2 separate regions of the Sus scrofa genome follow, and region 1 is linked to region 2. The links are chromatin contacts, called in public HiChIP or PLAC-seq maps. All regions are on one chromosome and are shown on one strand. The core of a region is the stretch at or near the end of the contact, and the rest is flanking DNA. Distances in the headings are between cores, read along the strand shown. Region 1 holds the start of ANAPC4 (anaphase-promoting complex subunit 4). Region 2 holds the start of DHX15 (DEAH-box helicase 15).

Region 1 (3,207 bases), core at 266-2,765, 680 kb after region 2:
ATAAGATCTCTGCCATTTGATTTCAGGAGATTGTGTATAAATGTACCTCATCAAGGCTGCAAGGAGAAAAGGCATCAAAAGTGAGCAAGCAGATCTCAGAGAGATGAGGGGCGAGTTTTATCAGCTGGACAGTCACAAGAGTTTCATGCTATTGCGGTGCTTGGTACCCTTGCAGACTAGAAGGGTGACATCCGGTGTCTTCTCCTCTGAATGAGGAAGTCTTTCAGTGACTGCGTGGGAAGCCAGCACTGCTGAGGGGTCACTGGGACCATTTTTTAGTTCACCTAGAGAAATAGGAAGTACGTTCCTAAGTTAAGATTTATGAATGGAGAACCAGCCTTGTGTGTGCCAGGAATAGTCAGGACAGGTCTTCATCATTGTTTGGGGACTAACAGAGCATAGAGGCCACCTGGTCCTCAAGGTTATTAAACAGTATCAACTACAAAGCCCTTAACAACAAAAAGAAGTGATTTACCACACATTACAGGCTTGCGTAGGGTCAGTGGAAAGACAGGAGGAACTGTACGGACCCGAGGCGGTGTCAGTTCTGCTAACAACCACACACCATCCCAGAACATTAAACAATATCTGAAAATGCATTTCATGAAGAACAAAGGCAAGTCCATTCTCCCCATTAGAATATGGCCTCTGGTAGAATTGGGGGGAACATGCTAAACTGCAGCAAAAGCAAGGACAAAAGGCCGTCTCCGAAAGGGAGCAGGGCAAGCATCAAGAGTTACGCACAGTGCCTGGCACAAAAAAGTGCCTCGGACACTTGTTGCTGAATGAATTCGTCTACCTCTGTCATCTGTTTCCCAGGGCTAGATCCATAGAGAGGGGAGGAAGATGGGGCTCGTTCAAAACTGAAATCCTGCTGCTTTCTTTGAACAAGCAAAAGGAGTGAAAGGTAGCTGGCTTTGTACCACAGATTTTAAGTTCAAGCATCGCAGGGTGGTACTGTCACATCCTCTTAGCCAGGTTCATAACTTGTGGGAACTTTTTAACAAGTTAACATATTTAAATGTGTCTGTAACAAGAAGCACCAGATAGGTTCTGATTTACGCGTCCTGCCAGGCTGACCTGTGAGCCTTTGAGGGGGAGACCCCATGTCCCGTGCATTTTTGTGGCCCAGACGCCTTCATACAGCAGATGCTGCAATAGCTGTGGGACAAATCTTGGGGAGCCCGCAGTCCTCATGTATGAAGATAGGGCCACTACTACCAATAAGTTGTGAGGCTTAAACGGGATTCAGAATCAAGATATTTATGTCAGGTTTAAGAGCAGGGCTCTGGAAGCACCTAGAGCGTTTTCATAAATAGGGTCCAAGCCCATATTTTAATCGGCCTGAAGTGCTGCCCGGGTAAGGGTTTAAAAAAACAACAACAACAAAACCGAAGTGATTCTATTGAGCAACCAGGACTGAGCACCGCTGCATTGGAGGCCGTCAAAGTGGCTCCAGCGGCTGGAGACCGCTCTCGAGCTCTCGCGAGGAAATCCGGGACCCGGAAGTGCCCGGAGCGCGCGCGCCGGGCGGCGGGGAAGCTGCGGCGCGCGGCTGGCGCGGGGCGGGAGGGAGGGAGAGGGTGCCTTCCCTGCGGTGGGGCATCTCTCGGGTACCGCCGCATTTGGGGCTCTGCAGGAAGGGCCGGGGACCGAGGTGCCACAGGCACCAGGCCGGCCGCGGAGGGGGTCCCTGCTGCCTTCCGAGTGGGGTGTCCTTGCAGGGCCGCCCCCATGTTGCGTTTCGCGACATGTTTCCCGTCCTTCCGGGTGGTGGGAGAGAAGCAGCTGCCACAAGAGATCATTTTCCTGGTCTGGTCACCCAAGCGGGATCTCATTGCTTTGGCTAACACGGCAGGCGAGGTGAGTGAGCCGGCGTGCCACCTGTCCACCCCGCCCCTTCCTTCCAGACCTGCTGAAAACTAAGGGACTGGATGTGGGGCAGGTCATTTATATGCCCATTTCCTGCATTTTATGGGCCAAACAAGTTTCCACACAGCTTGACACAGTCAGACAGCCCTGCATCCCCAATTCTCTTTTAGTCATTTATGTGTTAAATAGGCTTTTTAAAGACTCACGATGTGTCGTTCATGATCTAGACATGGTAGCGGGTCCACAGATTCTGCCCATAGTTTACTTGCAGTTTAGACCGAAGAAAAATGACCTATTGTCAAGCTTCAGCTGCGAATGACCATGCATATATAGAGAGCTGCCACAGAGGTTATATTAAGAATCTATATTTCATTGTACAAGTTTTACAGTATAGGTTGGATAGCTACCTCCCATTAAAAACACTTTGAAGTTAAACCCATGCTTCCCTGGATTCCTGATGGAATGTGCAGGAGTGTTGTCAGTTAGCATTTCTAGTTCACATGATATTGCATTTCATCCAGTGTGACCCAGTTGTACCCACCTTTCTGCTGAGAGTTCATCGTTACCTGGCAGCCGTATTGTAAGGAAACCCTCACCCGTGCATCTTTACTCCTTTGACCTTTTGGCAGGTTTCCTGGTTATCTGGCCAGATGAGAGTTGTGTTATGTGCAGCCAAGTTTGGAAATGAAGTGGTGAAGAGAATATATCTGCCAGGAAAACTTAGCAGCCTTCAAAGCTATGTTGACTGTCAGGACATTGTTGCCAGGGGCTTTCTCAAGGCCGTCTATGAACCCTTCTAGCCTCCCACCCCTGCCAGGATGCTTTGGCGCTCCGGGACTCTAGAGAGGAGTGCGAGATAGTACAGCTATAGTAGCAGGAAGGAAGGGAGAGAATTGGGGCATCAGTGTGATCACATGGATGTAATTGTGGTCACTTGTTGCTTCCGTTTTCTCAGTGAAGAAGAAGGAGTGCTGTTTAGGAAGAAGATGGGAGAAGAAAGTATTGGAAGCTTGAGAAAAGAGAGGCAGTGAAAAACTGACAAGTAGACTAGTAAAATCTAATGGGATTGTTGATCAGCATCAGGAGCCACATGAGGTTAGTGGTTTTGCAGTTTGATGGAAACTAGTGCGCTGGGTTGTATGTATGTCTCTTCTATTCCATTCAGCTGTGTGGGCGCAGGCATGATTGGATTTAACCTGGATTGTTGTGACAGTGTGACAAAGCAAGAGGGATGCAAGGGAGCTGAAGTTACATGCAAGAGGGATGATTGGGATGATGAAGTTTGAATTCTGACCCGATGGAGTAGGGAAGGGAAGGCGTGTGTGGGGTGAGGGA
Region 2 (3,533 bases), core at 886-3,385:
TGAATTCATTCCTTCCCAGCATATTTTTTCTCCAATCTGAATTTGTGAGAGACATCAGTTGCATCTTAACCAGATGACAAGCAATTTATTTTTGCTTCAAGGGAACAAAGAACCAAGTGTTCCCTACTTTACCAACCCATTATAAATGTCATTAAAATGGGCTGTAATGAGTCTTAACTACAATCATAGGCTGTGTGCTGTATAGGAAAAAATAAGAGACTAGGGGTGAAATTTTAAAAATCAAGGTTCTAAATCCAGTTGTAAACTGTTTAAGGTTGCACAAGCACCCTTAACAATTTTGGGTTTCCATTTCTCATCCCCGAAGTGGAGAGGATTATACACACTTTCTTCAAAGCAGCTCTCAGGAGCCTGTGACTTGTAGGTCAAATGCCGAAGTTTTGCTATTCTGTAGGGGTGAGGGGTGGGGAGTGTTAGGGGACTGGCGACCAGGAGGGGAACCAAGATAGACACAGCCTAAGACAGAAAATTGACATCTAACATTGTAAATTACAAAATTTACAAGATTAAAGTGTTACACACTCATGCTTCCCATATTTTAATATATGGGAAGATATCAAAAAGTACACCCTATCCTGGCTTATACTCGCCAGACACAGATACCTTATTCCATCCAAAAGAAGGACTTTGGATAAACAAAAACTCACAAAAGTTATTCAGATGACTCAACACAGTGATTCTGCACACATATACCCACAATAAATGCAAAATTATTCAAAGTATTTAGATATTCAGGCTTTCATGTTTCTGCCTGAATTATCCAAATAAAGCTCTGTACTTCAGGAATGAAAGGACACACTGGAAAATGATTTCGATGCAATTGCTAAAGCCAACTGTTAAATTCCTCTGTACCTTTAAAAATAAAGGCTAAGTGGAAAGGAATCTGAAACACCACGAGTATCTGAACTCCCAAAGAAGCTCCCCAAGTGTGATATTTTCCCATAAATTACTAAAAAAGGGTCTTCTTGTTTCAAAAGCTACTTATGAAGGAAAGCGGGGTGGGGTAGAGGGCAGAAAACAAGAACTTATTGGAAAAAACACAAGGCCTTTCTAATTTACATCCCTGGGATGCCCCGTGTACGTAAATACAGTTTCGGCCAAAGCAGGAAATAAAGGAGATGGCGGGAGCGTAGGCAAGAGCGGAAGTTTGCCTAGCATCTACTTTGAAGTGTTTGAATGGACCGAGGCACGCGCTCTCCCGCCAAAGTATAAACGCAGCGGCTCCAAACCACCAGCCCTCCCGCTCAGGAGGTATACTCCACGTTTTCCTTTCTCCCGGCTGGCCCTCTACTCTCCCCTCCCCCGAGAACTCCCCGCCTGCACGCCTCACCCAACACCCACCACCCCCACCCCGGCCTACACAAGAATCCACGCGCTTCTCTCACTTTCCGGCCTCCGCCTCTCCCCGGACCGGGCACCCAGCCGCCCCCCAAAGCCCTTGCCCCGACCCCTCTGCCTCAGAAGTACCTGGTGCCCTTAGAAGCGACTACTCCCGCCGCGCCCTCCCCCACCCTCCCCGGGCTCCAGGCCTTACCCTGGAGCCCGGGCCACGAGGTCCGCGGTTCCCTCCCGTCCGCTCCCTTCGAAGTGACTCTTGCTCGACTCCGCCCGGAGAGGAGGCGCCCTAGTGGCCACGAAAGGCCTCTGGGCTCTTTTGACTGGGCCGGGCGGCGGCCGCGCCACTCAGCTCCCCGCGCCCTTGTCGGGCCGAACGCCGGGAGCGGCGCCGCTCTCCCGCGCCCCGCCGCTAGTGACCCGAGCCCGAGGGGAACAAAGGGTCGGCCCTGGGGCCCTCTCGGCCCGGCCCACCCTGGCCCGCTCCCCTCCGGGACCCCAACAAAGCCCGAACCCCTGGCTCGCGCCCCCGGCCTGGCTTACCCATCGGTCCCCGCACGCTTCTTGCCGGAGGGGTAATCCTCCCCCAGGTCCAACCGGTGTCGCTTAGACATCTTCGGACTCTTCGAGCTGGCGGTAACGAAGGAAGGAAAAAGAGAACCTGACGGCTCTATCGGCGCAGTCGAGGATGACTACTAAACTCTGGAGGACCCCCACCCCTCCCGCTACAACAGCCTACACCGTGCGGCCGGAACCAGGAGCTAAAATGGCGGCGGCGACGAGGGCTGGGCCTGCGCGCGCGCTTCCGCGGTATGCTGTGTGTGCGTGCGTGCGTGCGTGCGTGCGCGCGCACTGCGCGCACGCATCGGAGGCGGGAACTTCAGCCCCGCCCACCGCCTGGTTGGCCCGCCCGTCTTCCGTCCCGCCGGCCTCCTTCCTTTTGCAGCCACCTTATGCTCCTCTGAGTGGGTTGGGCCCTTGGGGCTTCACACCCCTCTGATTTAGAAAATTGAAAGAGTGAGTTTAATCCTACTTAGGAAATCCTATCCACCAGTATTAGGGGAGTCTAAGACCCAGAGATGTTGAAAAACTTATCAGATCATACAGCTGATAAGGGGCAGAGACAGGATTGGACCCCAGCTCTAGAACTTGAATTCACTGACCAGACATTCTCTCTCAACTGATAGGCGAACTGAGGTGAGAAAATGTCAAGACTCACCATAATCCATTTTGCCTTCTATTTTTTTTTTAACTGATCACCAACAATATGCACTCAATCTATTTATGCTTTTACCGGAATAAAGAAAATTGGCAGTAAGAACATAACTTTTTTTTCTTTGTACCTATCATGTGCTTCCACAGCGTTCACCTTACCTCTATTCTTATTCTTACAGTAACTCTGCAGAGTAGGTGTGATTTTGTAGATGTGGACACTAAAGCTGAAAGAGGTTATGTTACATAGCCGTTAGGGCTGTCCCTAAAGCCACGGCAAATTGTTGCTATAGCATGACATGACTTTTGTAAATCTCTCCTTCCAGAATCTACCTGCTTGCTCAGTTGATTCATCCCCTAAGAAGCACACAAGAAAAAGATCTGTGGACCAACCCAAATCAGGTGATCTTTGTAGTTTGTGCGGTGGTTGTTTGGATGCCCTGGAAGATCATATTCAGACTCTTATCAGTTCCTCAGAACTGCAATCCCTAAGGTTAAATACGACTTGAAAATTTCAACTTATGAAGAGGATTTTTTTGGTACCAAATCCATATTTCAAAGTCACTATAAAGAAAAGTGAATGTCTTCACTTATAAAATTTTCTATCCTAAAAGTATTTTAACAGTATATCGACTTGTGTCAGAGATCATGATGCATAATCACTGAATTGTAAACCTGGAAGGGTTTCCAGCTGCTTTTTCTGTCTTTGCTTGACTTTACAAATGAGGGGATCTGAGCTCTAGGTTATGGCCAAGTTCACACAGTCAGTGAGTGTCAAAGTCAGAATTAAAATCCAGATTTTCACTTTCACAATTCCAGGCTCAGATCTCCAGGTTCCCAGTTTGAGGGCTACCATAAATTAGTCTAACATTTTGGAGAAATAATGAGGGAAAATGTTAGCATTCTGTCTGCAGAAGTGTCCCGCCCTAAGAGACATAGGTGTGCAAACAAGTGCAAGGAAGCTTTGT

What was found. HiChIP or PLAC-seq counts read pairs in DNA pulled down with a chosen protein or histone mark.
Region 1: a contact with region 2 is called in an H3K27ac HiChIP or PLAC-seq map of alveolar macrophages. The contact joins the promoter of ANAPC4 here to the promoter of DHX15 in region 2. A contact is called at or near these places in 1 of 5 promoter capture datasets (fetal liver) and 1 of 2 datasets of contacts at active chromatin or transcription factors (alveolar macrophages).

What each region holds. Positions count from the first base shown.
Region 1 is chr8:19,299,738-19,302,944 of Sscrofa11.1, forward strand. It overlaps ANAPC4 (anaphase-promoting complex subunit 4), which reads left to right and starts at 1,516. Exons shown (of 28, transcript XM_021101074.1): 1 at 1,516-1,863. The coding sequence starts at 1,735. All of the region lies in intron 13 of ZCCHC4 (zinc finger CCHC domain-containing protein 4), which reads left to right.
Region 2 is chr8:18,618,757-18,622,289 of Sscrofa11.1, forward strand. It overlaps DHX15 (DEAH-box helicase 15), which reads right to left and starts at 2,136. Exons shown (of 14, transcript NM_001252212.1): 1 at 1,897-2,136. The coding sequence starts at 1,967.